Regions from separate parts of the Sus scrofa genome. Here regions 1 and 2 are each linked to region 3. A link is a contact called in public HiChIP or PLAC-seq and promoter capture Hi-C data. All regions are on one chromosome and are shown on one strand. Each heading gives the region's core, a stretch centred on a gene start, on an enhancer-like site or on the middle of the called end of the contact. The rest is flanking DNA. Distances are from core to core; before and after follow the strand shown. Region 1 holds the start of USF3 (upstream transcription factor family member 3). Region 2 holds the start of ATP6V1A (ATPase H+ transporting V1 subunit A). Region 3 holds the start of ATG3 (ubiquitin-like-conjugating enzyme ATG3).

Evidence for each region. Promoter capture Hi-C pulls out the DNA fragments that hold promoters and counts their contacts. HiChIP or PLAC-seq counts read pairs in DNA pulled down with a chosen protein or histone mark.
Region 1: a promoter capture Hi-C map of liver shows a contact between it and region 3, with 5 times the contacts expected there. The contact joins the promoter of USF3 here to the promoter of ATG3 in region 3. A contact is called at or near these places in 1 of 5 promoter capture datasets (liver) and 1 of 2 datasets of contacts at active chromatin or transcription factors (alveolar macrophages).
Region 2: an H3K27ac HiChIP or PLAC-seq map of alveolar macrophages shows a contact between it and region 3. The contact joins the promoter of ATP6V1A here to the promoter of ATG3 in region 3. A contact is called at or near these places in 1 of 5 promoter capture datasets (liver) and 1 of 2 datasets of contacts at active chromatin or transcription factors (alveolar macrophages).

Annotation. Positions count from the first base shown.
Region 1 is chr13:146,228,168-146,232,603 of Sscrofa11.1, reverse strand. It overlaps USF3 (upstream transcription factor family member 3), which reads right to left and starts at 2,419. Exons shown (of 7, transcript NM_001244860.1): 1 at 2,160-2,419.
Region 2 is chr13:146,163,501-146,167,885 of Sscrofa11.1, reverse strand. It overlaps ATP6V1A (ATPase H+ transporting V1 subunit A), which reads left to right and starts at 2,617. Exons shown (of 14, transcript NM_001004042.1): 1 at 2,617-2,713. The coding sequence starts at 2,629.
Region 3 is chr13:147,277,792-147,282,211 of Sscrofa11.1, reverse strand. It overlaps ATG3 (ubiquitin-like-conjugating enzyme ATG3), which reads right to left and starts at 3,102. Exons shown (of 12, transcript XM_003132682.6): 1 at 2,313-3,102. The coding sequence starts at 2,384. It overlaps SLC35A5 (probable UDP-sugar transporter protein SLC35A5), which reads left to right and starts at 2,826. Exons shown (of 7, transcript XM_013982457.2): 1 at 2,826-3,119; 2 at 3,916-4,065. The coding sequence starts at 3,936.

The sequences.
Region 1 (4,436 bases), core at 1,170-3,669, 1.0 Mb after region 3:
GTTCTCAACACAGACTGCTGAATAGAAACACCTGGGGAGCTTTTAAAAATATATCTGTGGGAGTTCCCGTCGTGGCACAGTGGTTAACGAATCTGACTAGGAACCATGAGATTGCAGGTTCGATCCCTGCCCTTGCTCAGTGGGCTAACGATCCGGCGTTGCCAGGAGCTGTGGTGTAGGTTGCAGATGTGGCTCGGATCCTGCGTTGCTGTGGCTCTGGCATAGGCTGGCAGCTACAGCTCCGATTCGACCCCTAGCCTGGGAACCTCCATATGCCGCGGGAGCAGCCCAAGAAATGGCAAAAAGACAAAAAAAAAAAAAAAAAAAAAGTATGGGGATGAAAAAGAAAAAAAAAAATCTGTGGCTGAATTCACCCCATATCAAAAGTAAGAGAATCTCTGGAGGGAGCAGCCTGAGCATTAAAATGTAAAAAGCGCATAAGATGATTCTACTATACAGTCCAGACTGAGAATGCTTGGGTTAAAGGATAGAAAGGCAAGGCATGATAGACAGGGTTAAGACCTATGCAGGATTTCAGATCCTGTTTATAAGCAACAATTTTGAGTTGATTGCCTATTGAAGCTTATCTTCTAACCTGAGTTAAACAATCTCAGTTTTCTTAGTGTTTCTTTTCCCTTGTCGACAATACTAAGCTTTGAAAACAGGAAAGCGGCCCATCAATTTCTCTTTCATGTTTCATTAACTGCACGGTCTACGACTTTGGAATATTATTTCCAAGATGTCCCAGAGACAACTCATTTAGCAAGTAATTATTTCAATCCTATGCTGCTCTAAGTCCATGCAATGTGGTGCTTTAATATTAAGGAATGTTCTAGGCAGCATCTATGTCTGGATTTTACAAAACTTTCTTTTAATGTGGAATATAAGACCTATGTATACAAAAGTTATATTGCTTAGACTAGAGCAAAATGTAAGATTAAGTATTCATTTTTTTACACTGCTCCTGAGACAGGATACTGTTCCTGGTTTCAGAAGTGCCATGATTACAAAGTATTTTGCTTATTTTGTAACAAATACTTTTAAAGTACTTCACAAATAAAGGGAAATAACAAATGTATCCAGCATGGCAACTCTGTACCATACTGTCCCGTGTAGGAGGAAAAAGTCATCAAGATGATTAGAGTGTTACAGCCTGTAACACTTCCTTCAAAGAGCAGGTTCGTTTGCTTGCTTGTTTTTCAAGAAGAGTCAATGGTACAAATCGGCTTCAGAATCCTTGTTGCTCAAGGAAGGGTTTATTCAAGAACTCTGTACATTGTTTATAAGTGAACAACTCTCTTTTTTATGCAAACTTAAGTTAATCCAAACTGTCTTGTTTTGTATGGTGTCACGTCAATACATCTACCTAATTGTAAAAATGGCATGAGAACATAAGTTGGAAGCTTCTATTGGGATCCCACATAGAGGTTTGAGCAGTCTCTTATTTCCAGATAAAGTTAATATATTCGAGGGACCATATCCCAGGGTAACTATAGTGGGGGCGAAGGGGGCAGTGAGAATTCGAGAACCCGACAATCACGATGTTAAAAAGAACAAGAGTCCACAAATATTTCCTCATAAATCTAGAACTAAATCTCAAGAGTTGGCCATTCGCTTGACCGCTCCTACTCAGAAAGGAAAAGAAAAGCTTCTAGAAAGAAGACGCAACTCTCGACATAGGGGTGAGAGTTAAAAAGCAAGTCACATGAGTCTGACCAGTGGGTCCGAAGGAAATTCGGAAGGCAAGGAAAGAGGGAATGAGGAGACAGGAAAAGGTGAAGGAGGCAGGCAAAGGCCATCCGGTGTGAACCTGGATGCCCAGCTCTTTATGCACCCGGGGCAGCGTGGAGCCTCCTTCGCCTCGCGCGCATCTGGGGGTCGCGCCGCAGCGCAAGCCCCTCACGGGCCCGGCACCAGGGGGCAGGGGAACCGGTAGGTCGGGGAGAAGAGGGGCGCGCGCACCTTCCGCGCTCGCGCCCCACAAGGCTCTGCACGCAGGGGTCCCCAGGAAGAAGGCACACTTTGCGCAGCCTTCGCCTCCGGGAGCAGGGAGGGGGTGGGTGGAGCAGAGCCCGGAGCCGCCCCCCGGAGCCGCCCCCGCTGCCCCGGCCTCCGCCCCCCGCCCCGGCTGTCAGCGGCCCCCTCCCGCAGTCACTCACCCGCGGGCTGCGTGGTCTCGGCCGCGGCGGCGGCGGCTGCGACCTCCGCCTGGGTCATGATCCCAAGCGGGTTCGGCAGGAGTGTCCGACCGCCCGGGCGAATCTCTCCGTCCGCGGCCGCCGCCTGCTCCTCTGGGGCTGGGGGAGCGCGGGCCCAAGCCCTCCTCTCCCCCCGCCCCGCCACCTCTTCCTGCGGCCACCGCCGCCGCTGCGAGCCCGAGCCCTCAAGGCCGGAGACCCGGCGGCAGCGCGGCCTCAACTTTCCCAGCCCCCCTCCCCCCGCCCCTCCCCGTCCCTCCCCACCCCTCCCGCGGCTGCCGCTCGACACGTGAACAGCCTACCCTGGATGCACTGCGGTCCCGCCCCTGCCACTCAGCCCACCAACCGGACCCCGGGGAGGCTGCAGTGGTAGCCAATCAGAACCCGAAACGCCGTTGCGCTATGCTAGAGGGCGGGAGGAGGTGGAGGGAAAACTGAAGAGCGAACGGGCTTCGGGCCGCCCAATGAGGAGGACCGGGCTGAGGGGCGGGGGGCGGGAGGTGTACAAGTTGGGTTGAAGGGACAGGAAATATTCTTAAGGGTAGAGTGATGAGCAGGACGGAAAGCCAGTAGGTGAATGGGAAAGAGGTGGGCCTGGTTCCTTAAAGGGGACGCCTTGAGAACCTAGAAAAGGGTGTTTTAAGAAACTTCTTTGTATATCCTGTTCTCTGGTCTGCTTTCCACGTCTTTAGTAGGAGTTTGGAAGAGGAAAAACTGACAAGGAAGAGGGCAAGGAAGGCTTGCAAGGACGATTAGAGAGCTTCTCTTAGCCTGGAGAACAGGAAGGCGGAATGTGTTGCCTCGTAACCGGAGGTGGGGAAGAAAGAAGAGAATGCAGACGTCTCCGACAGCCTTTTCACTGGAAGATTGTTGTCGACCTGACACTACTCAGATTTGTTGGCTGTGGTTATCTGTCATTTTTCATTTGCCACAAAGACAGATTCCTGCGAACCGTGTTCAGAAATGTCCCGAGGGCCTTCTAGCTGGGGGAAGAGAGTATGTGGCGTTAAGAGATGGGGTTTGGAAGTTCAAGCTTGTGTTCCTAGAGACCTAGATCTGGGAGGTAGAGCCGCAGGTGTTAGAATGGAGACCTGAGGGTCCTCATGGGTTTGGGATCCCGGAACCGTGATCACAACTCCCTTTTCCTGGTGTCATTTGATACTTCATAACCCCTCCTCTCCCGAAACAGGTGTCCTCCACCTAGTGGTGGCGAAAGATTTCCACGTGTTACCACCACCAGATTTGGAAATGTCCCAGATCTTTACTAGTCCAGGGGCTAGACCAGGTAATTTCTAGAAGGTGCATACAGAGCATATGGCATAGTGAGCCTGTGTACAGAGGAAGCTGACCTTGTACTGGGGGAAACTGTGAAGTTAAATAGTAACTGCATATTACGTCTGTACAGCATTTGAAAAGCTATGATGAAACAGAAGGTCGTTAGTGTTACTTATAAGTGATGGCACTATAAACAGTCTGGAAATTTTCTTTACATCTTGCATCTCAGCATATGACCTTCTAATTAACCTCTGAATGCATTTGGCACACTCAAAGCTGCAGAGTGAGAAAGACCCTAGGGTTTGGAGCCTGATAGTAATGCTAATATAGCATCTCCAAGAAATTGAATAGTATTAGCATGTCTAGCTGTAGGAAATAATTTCCACCGTGATCAGAGTATAAGGTATTCTGGAGTTCCCGTCATGGCTCAGTGGTTAACGAACCCGCCTAGTATCCATGATGGGCTGGATCCCTGGCCTTGCTCAGTGGGTTAAGGATCCAGCGTTGCCCTGAGCTGTGGTGTAAGTCCCAGACGCTGCTCGGATCCCGCGTTGCTGTGGCTCTGGCATAGGACGGCAGCCACAGCTCCGATTAGACCCCTAGCCTGGGAACGTCCATATGCCGTGGGTGAGGCCCCAGAAAAGACAAAAAAAAAAAAAAAAAAAAAAAAAAAAAATATATATATATATATATATATATATATGGTATTCTGGCTTAAAAGTTATTCTGGTTAGTAAATATCATATCTAGGGGATGTATGATTTTTCTAAACAACTAGAATGCCTTGAGCTAAAGTAAAATAACACATATAGTTTTGATGGTTCAGAAAACAGACTTTGAGTTTCTTTGGAACACTATTGAAAACGTATGTTAATACCTTTCACACACAATTTAGAGGTATTAAATAAATTTCTATTTGATAAAGGTATGAGGGGGAGGGATAAATAGAGAATTCGGGATTAA
Region 2 (4,385 bases), core at 1,368-3,867, 1.1 Mb after region 3:
ACTGCCCTGCTTTAATCACTAATTCTTCCCTCAGTCCTGTCCACCGTTCCACCGTTCCGCTTCTGACTGCACTAAATGTATTAAACCAGAATTCCACTGTTAGTGACTTCATTGCTACACTCCCCTTCCGAATCTTTAATACCTTGGTTAATGGCTTACAAATTGTGTTCCATGGAGTGTATGGCTCTGTAGTGATCTTTCAGTGTCTCCAGAAAGGCTGAAAAACACTACTCAACCTTGCCTGAATAAATCTCCAAGGCTCAGGGTTTGGTTTTCCTCTCTTTCTGTATTCTTTCTATCTGGACCCAACTCAGTCAGCCTCAAAACTTACTTTCTAGTTACCTGTTTCCCCAGATCATCCCTAAGTTTAACAAATTGCCTTTTCCTTGGAAGGAGCTCAATAAATATTTAATAAATGGCATTCTCTTTGTTAGTGAGTTAAGTTGTATGGACTCCTGCTCAAGCCCTAGCCTGGCTAAGAGGCTGTCTGCCTTGGCGGGGAAGGTTCTTTTCCCCTCCAGGCTCGTGCAGCCAAAAAATGAAACCAAAGCTGAGACTGAAGCAGCATAAACTTTGTTCAGTGGCCAGAGAATGGAGAAGTGGGAACTTAGTTCACAAATCAAGTTCTTGCCTTAATGGCTAGATGGATTTGCTTTTAAGGAAGAAAGACGATGGAGGGAGGAGTGAGAATGAGAGATAAGGATACATATGCATTTGTTTTCTGGGCATGAGTAAGGGTTTTCCTGGAAATGGGGTGCCAACCACTTTTCTGTCCTTTTTTGGTCAGTGACTTCCAGTCATGTATTAAGTTTCATTTAGTAAGCTAATATTAGTAAAATCAGTGTAGAAAGAGATCCAGGGTCTTTTGGAAGTCAGATTCATTGCCATCTTGGTTTCAGCTGGTTCTATCCAGCTTTTGTTTTTCTCTTCCTTTCGTTTCCTTTCTTTATGTCCAGACCTTGTGACTTAAAAGATAATGTTAGTTCCTCTTCAGGGGAAGGGTTGGTAAGTTTTGAGCAAGAGTCCGATGGCAACTCTGGCGACACATTGACATTCAACCCATGCCTTTCAGCTTACCATGCCTGCATCCCCTCCCCTACTTTGGTAGATTAATTAAACATCATTCTCCTAACAGTTCTTCCTCAAGCTTTTATTTCCTATTGTTTGTAGGATAAAGTCATTTCAAGACCCACAAATTAGTCTCTCCACCTTTACATTATTATTTCTCACTCTTGCGTTAGCATAAATCTTTTATTCCAGTCAGGCTAGTCTGTTAACTGTTCCTGAAATTTTCCCATTTTCCATTCTTGTCATTTCCCCACCTGGGATGCTTTTGCCGTCCTTCTTAGTTTATGCTCACTCTACCTGACCTTTAAGATGTCTTCCTTGAACATCCTAATCTTTGAACTTAAATATTATTTAATGTTTTATTGCGTATTGATTCGTGACCCTTACTTTATGGTTATTTGGACATACTGTTTAGCTTTTCTATGCACATATACTTATTTATCTCCTTTATTAAATACCAGTAGTTATTAAGCTATACCATAAGTTACAAAGAAACTTTCTACTGTGGTATTTGTGACCAGTTTTCTATTTGGACTTGGACTTGTTCTTTGGGTTTTTCAGATTGCACCTCTATACTTTATAGTACTTTATAGAGAAGTTGAACCAAATTCCTTAAACTGTTCTGTGTTGTGCTTTTTTAAAAAAGGAAGGAAAAAAGAAAAGGGGAAAATGATCCCAGGAATATTTTGTATACATTTAAAAATTTAATGTAAGGTAATTTGTTAGATGGTTAAAAAAATAATAAAAGCAGGGAAGGAGGGAAGTATGTTGTGATTTTAAGTAGATGGGCAGATAGGCAGAGAAACCTTGGGGGTGGGGGTGGGGGAGGTTGACTAAAGACCTGAAGGAGGTATAGGAGCTGACATCTGGGAGAAGAGTATTCTGATAGAAGGAACAACATGTACAAAGTTTAGAGAAATGGCAGAGTTCAGTGTTTATGCAGCATGACTAAAAGGAAGAGTAGTTAGATGAGGTCAGAGAGATAATCAGCTAGAGTAGCTAGATCAGCTACTGGAAAGACTTTACATAGTTTGTTATACTCCTTGGAATTTTCTATGGAGTACCTTGTGTTAAGATATATAATTCTGGGGTTCCTGTCTTCGTGGCACAGTGGAAATGAATCCGACTAGGAACTATGAGGTTGCAGGTTTGGTCCCTGGCCTCGATCAGTGGGTTAAGGATCCGGCATTGCCATGAGCTGTGGTATAGGTCGCAGACACGGCTTGGATCTTGCATTGCTGTGGCTGTGGCGTAAACTGGTGGTTACAGCTCCGATTAGACCCCTAGCCTGGGAACCTCCATATGCCACAGGTGCAGCCCTAAAAAGACAAATATATATATATATATATGACAAATATATATATATGAAATTCTGAATTTTAATAACTGTGGGCCATCCAGGAATGAAGTACTTTACCCAAATCTTAAGAATTTTGTTATATTTTACTTGACAGAAGTAGTGGTAACTCAAGAATACACCAAAGTGCAGCACCTATATTGGTTCTTTTGCTTTAAGACTTGTACTTATAACTTAATTTTTTTTTCTATAGGTAAATTAACATGATGGATTTCTCCAAGCTACCCAAAATACTTGATGAAGATAAAGAAAGCACATTTGGTTATGTGCATGGGGTGTCAGGACCTGGTAAGTAATACATAATAATCTCAATAGTAAAAATTCCTAACGTCAGTTAATGTCTGTTCAAGGTGTTTTAGGCAGAAATGCAGAAGTTTCTATTCCCCTACATAAGTTCTGCCTATCCTTAAAAGATTTCATAGCTGCTGTAAGACTGAGATAATATGGAAATCATAAGGGCTCCTGTAACATTTATTATCTAAATTTGGTTATTGCTTTGCTACTGATTTGTAATATTTATTATGTAAATGTATATTGGTGTTATGTCTTAATTTTTTTTTTGTTAAATCAGTTTAAAAAGCTGTAAAATTTACAGGTTTTAGTATGTGATACCTAAATATCTGTTAAAAATTTACAGGTTTTAGTATGTGATACCTAAATATCTGTTAATGTGGTTTGAATTTTAATAATTGCTTTCAGAGCATTTCTCAGAAATATCAACCTTGGCTCTTTGCATGTATAAATCCTTCCGAATGGTTCTTTCAGATATCACGTAACTAGCTACTTGTGGGAAAATAGTCTTAGGATATGATAATGAGAATGGAAAGCAGTTTATGTTTGCTTTGCCTATATGTGGAGTACTGCATTTTATTTTTTTATTAATTTTCTTTTTTTAATACTCAAATAAATTTATCACATCTCTAGTTGTATAATGATCATAACAATCTAATTTCACAGGATTTCCATCCCACAGCCCAAGCACATATCCCCAACCCCCAAACTGTCTCCTCCAGAGACCATAAGTGTTTCAATGTCTGTGAGTCAGCATCTGTTCTGCAAAGAAGTTCATTGTGTCCTTTTTTCAGATTCCACTTGTCAGTGAAGGCATTTGATGTTGGTGTCTCATTGTATGGCTGACTTCACTTAGCATGATAATTTCTAGGTCCATCCATGTTGCTAAAAATGCCGGTATTTCATTCTTTTTAATGGCTGAGTAATATTCCATTGTGTATATGTACCACATCTTCTTGATCCACTCCTCCATCGATGGACATGTAGGTTGTTTCCATGTTTTGGCTATTGTAAATAGTGCTGCAATGAACATCGGAGTACATGTGTCTTTGCAAGTTGTGGTTTTCTCTGGATAGATGCCCAGGAGTGGGATTGCTGGATCAAATTGTAATCCTATTCTTAGTCTTCTGAGACATCTCCATACTGTTTTTCCACAGTGGTTGCACCAATTTACAATCCCACCAACAGTGTACTAGGGTTCCTTTTTCTCCACACCCTCTCCAGACTTTTTGATGATGGCCATTCTGGCTGGTGTAAGGTGGTACCTCAGAGTGGTTTTGATTTGCACTTCTCTAATAATGAGTGATGTTGAACATCTTTTCATGTGTTTTTTGGCCATCCGTATGTCTTCTTTGGAGAACTGTCTGTTTAGATCTTCTGCCCACTTTTTGATGGGGTTGTCTGTTTTTTTGGTATGGAGCTGCAGAAGGTGTTGGAGTACTGCATTTTAAATAATGATTCTCAGAGTTCCTGCTGTGGTACAACAGTATCAACAGCATTTCTGCAGGGCTGGGACACAGGTTCAATCCCTGGTCAGCATAGTAGGTTAAGTATCCGGCGTTGCCGCAGCTGCGGCTTAGGTCCCCATATGCCACAGAGTGACCAAAAAAGGAAAAAATAATAATCATAATAACAATGATTCTTGTTCTGGTATTCATTTTGTTATTCA
Region 3 (4,420 bases), core at 1,853-4,352:
GGAGAAAAGCCAAATGGTAATAAATACCACACAGAAAAGTGAGGCAGAGAGGAAACTGGGTAGGGGTGGAGGGAGATAAATGGTTATTTAAAATAGGATGGCAAGAGAACAAAGAATTCACTGATAAGTGACTACAGACTGGAAAGAAATCAGCCACAAGGCTGTCTGGGGGAAGAGCATTTCAGGCAGAGGGAAGAACTAATGCAACACCCAAGGCAAGAGAGTGTTTGACAAATAACATGGAAGTGAGCAAGGGCTTTTGTTTAAAAGCCAGTAGTAAGTCCAAACCATGATTTTTCTTAATGTTTACTGGCTGGGAGAAATCATTAGCTTTTTTCCCTTGTTTCCCCATGACCAGTAGGAAACTACAAGGATTCTCTCTGAAAACCAACAATTTGCACAGGGAAGAGTAAGGAAGAGGATTATTAATTCTGCTTTCCTTATTACTAAAACTACCTACCTAACAAGCTAACACATCCTTTCCGTTTGGCGAACAAGTAGAATGATTTCTCAAAACAGAAGTCTATGTTATAAGTTCAATAAAATACAAGTGTCCAGTAAAATAGCAGTTTTATATTTAATCTTGGGAGGTCTCTTTCTTTTGCTCCACTCTCCCTGAAACTAAAAGCTATAACAATGGTTTATTATTTAAATCCTATTTGTCTAGGTAGACATGTTTCTGAAAAGATGATATAATATGCAAAAGAATCATATGATCAAATGTCAAAATTTCAAAGTCGACTGAATAATCTTAATTTAGATGGGTTTCATAAGCAACAAATAAAAGCATAGCAATACTGGAATTCTCATTTAAAATTTTTTTTTTAACTTGGCCCAACAAGTATCATTTTAAAATCATTCTTAGAAATATAAAAACAAAGTACAGGACTAACGTTTCCCTTTGCATGGAAAGGGAGCAAAGTAAAACTGTTCACTATTCCTCTTAGCATACCAGAGGAAATTCTTGAATAAAGAGGAACAACCATTTCCAAGAATATTCCATCCTCACACCAAAATTTGTAAAATTTTAATTGAAAGGTTAAAAAAAAAAAAAACACTAAGCAAGAAATCGCTATTCATTTACTCTCACTGTTTGCTTTTCAGAAAGGAAAAATAAAGTTAAAGTAACAAAAAACTTACCCTAAAAGAGCTTTAAAAGAGACAAGTGGGGGGTGGACTGGGGGTTTGGGATGGAAATATTCTAAAATTATGTTGTGATGATGGTTGTACAACTATAAATATAATAAAATTCATTTAATTAAAACTGGCTTTTTATTTTTTATTTTTTGGCTTGTTAGGGCCGCTCTTGCAGCAAATGGAGGTTCCCAGACTAGGGGTCTAATTGGAGCTATAGCTGCCAGCCTACGCCAGAGCCACAGCAATGCCAGATATGAGCCACGTCTTCGACCTACACCACAGCTCACCGCAAGGCTGGATCCTTAACCCATTGAGCAAGGCCAGGGATAGAACCTGCAACCTCATGGTTCCTAGTCGGATTTGTTTCCGCTGCGCCACGATAGGAACTCCTAAAACATTTTTAAGAGTTTTAAAAGAAAAACTTGAATGCACTTCTAGAAATGCATCTTTGAAAGTAAAACCAGTCATTCTTCTAATAACTAATGTTACAACTTTTACTTTAAAATATCTTTAAAAATGTAAATAAACCAAGTATCTAGAAGGGTCAGCCTACTCCTTATTATCATTGACGTCCAAGATGAATAACTAGTTTCAGTTATTTTAAAAACTTGGAAAGGGGGGTGTTGTCTGTTAGCTGGGTTAAATGGTACTGAAAGAAATAATGTTGCAAATTTCACCTTCTTTTTCTGAAATCTAGTAATTTGGGACCTTAGTCACAACTTACTATTTCAAACCCCTAATTAAAAGAGACTTACTATGAACTTTGAAAGAAAAAGGTGACATCTCATTTTAATACCAAACTGATTTCATTTTTTAAGATAAGCAAAATCTTCATTTCAGTAGTTCAAAAGACTTCCGACGTTAGGATTTAACGTCCTCAAAAATCACTTATCTACGGACCACCATCCAACCTGATTGTACCAAGAGGAGCTGAGTGCTGACGGGTGGGAGACAGAAGTATGCAGAGTCGGTCCAAATTACCCAAGAGCCAGAGGAAACACCTAGGGAACAGCTAGGTAAGACCGCAGGTAGGGGCTGCACCTTTTCCCGTGTACCATTCCTACCGCCTTCCCACACTTTTTGCCACCGGAGAACCAGGTGACTCTCCAGGCGCCCGGCCCTAGATCCCTGCAAAGCCAAGCGTGTGGGTGACAGTCCCTGACAAGCCCACTTACCTTGAGGACCGGGGTCAGGTACTCAGCTACTTCCAGTGCCTTTCCCTTTACCGTGTTAATCACATTCTGCATCCTGGGGCCGGAGGAGCGGCCGGCCCCGAGACAGAGTGGAAAGGACAGCCGGACAGGGATCGGGAGTCAGAAAACGTCCCCGCCGCCGACGACTGGCCTCGACACCCGAGGCGACGAGACGCGACGAGACGCGACGGGACGGACGGGACGAGGGGGAGGGGCGGCCGGCGGGGCGAGAGAGAGCGGGGAGCGCGCTCCTCGCGCCCCAGGCAGCGCGCGGTGGGCCGGGCCCAGCTGTCACCAGGCCGCAAGGGAGAGCGGTGGGGCCGACTTAGGGGGAAAAGCGGGCGCACGCGCACCCTCGCCTTCTCAGGGGCTGTCTTCTCCGCCTAGCTTCACTCGCACCCCTTCCGGCTTCTCCTTCCTCCTCTCACTCTCTCGCCGTAGCTCCGCCGCCACCTGGACCTCACGTGACAGAGGACTCTCCCGACACGTGACGCGAGAAAGGCCGCGCTTGGGGCGGGATCGGGTCGCTTTTCCCCTCCCTCCGGAAGCGTAACACTGAGCGCGCCTGCGCAATGGGCGCCAGGTCCGCTCTTTCTAGCGTCGGGTAGTTATTGTGCTTTCTGTTCCAGAATAGGAGGGTTGGGTGCAGAGGCTTATTCGCCTTTCTTTTCCACCCATAGCTTCCCTGCCTATGTGCCCTAAAAGCTGCTGCTGTTGCGGAGCCAGACAGTTACTGCTTTAGCTCTAGGATGCATGCTCTTCCGCAGGAAGCTCTTCGAAGGGACCAAGGTAACAGCGCCCCCACCCCGGGGCGGGGTGGGGGCAGAGGCAAAAGAATGCGCGTGCGTTTGAGGGGAGGGCGCACGGGTGACAGAAGGCGTTCCTAAATCGTGGAGGGAAACCTGCCCTTCGGGTGGGGAGGGGTGTCTTTTTGGCTTTGGTACACTTGGGCCCACTAGGCTGTGGGTGTTGGTACTTCCAGCCCATCTCTCACCAATACCACCGGCTCTGCGCTCCATTAAACTGGCATGCTTTGGGCAGGGTAACTACTCAGTGTAGAGTCTAGTGTCTTCAACATCTCAAAAAAGGGCCTTGGAGTCATTGATTTCTAAGTTCCCCTCTGCTTCCAACACTAGTTGGAAATTAAAGTAACAGCAGTGTTTCAGATATTTCCATTTTGGTCATTATTTAACGAATCTTTCACTGCAAGTTCTTTTTTTTCCTCCTATGGAAAAGCTGCTACTAAGGAGAAAAATACAAATCTGAAATTATCTTTTAGACCACAGTTGCTCATAAGAGTGAAAGTTAAAAGAATTGTTTCTCTGCAAAATTCTGCAGTCCCAAACTGTCCTTTTGTCAGCACTTCTAATCTAGCCCTTGCCTTTTCTGTGTCTAGAGTTCCCCTTCCTATCAAATTTTGACTGTTTCATTTCCTTTCACCATAGTTTTTCTTGTAGTTCTCAACTTTTTTGATTTTGATATAGACATCTAAAAAATTCCTTTTCTGTTCTTCACAAGTCAGTGGTATGTACATTATACTTAATCGGCTGTCAGGGTTGTTCATGAACATGTCCTTCTCTTTAAGGCAGTTGAAAAAACAGTGAAATGGAAAGCACATGTTGTGGTCTTCCAGTGTTATGCTCCTGGTCAACAATGTATGCATTCCTGCTAGGGGTGGTATTCATTGCTTTAAGCTCAAGTCGCATCCTACTTGTAAAATATTCAGCCAATGAAGGTAAGTTAAGACTTGGATTATGTATGGAACTCTGCCATTTAATCACCCATTGTCTTTCTTGTCTTTGGTTTCCTTGTGTGTAAAATGGGGATTATATCCTTAAAAGTACTCTGCTTCATGTGAGTAATAAAGCATGATTCAATTTGGTTCTTTAACCTTTCATACCTTAGCAAGAAAAATTTTTGATGCTGAGTGAAATTTGGGTCAGGCAAGTACAGAATCAAACCCTTAGCAGAATGGATCATAACATCTGACTATTCAGTCAACAGGTGTTTCTGGGCCTGTAGCAATATGTATTATAACTTATCTTGAAATATGAGATATTTGTTGATCCCCTGGCATTTATAAGATAGTA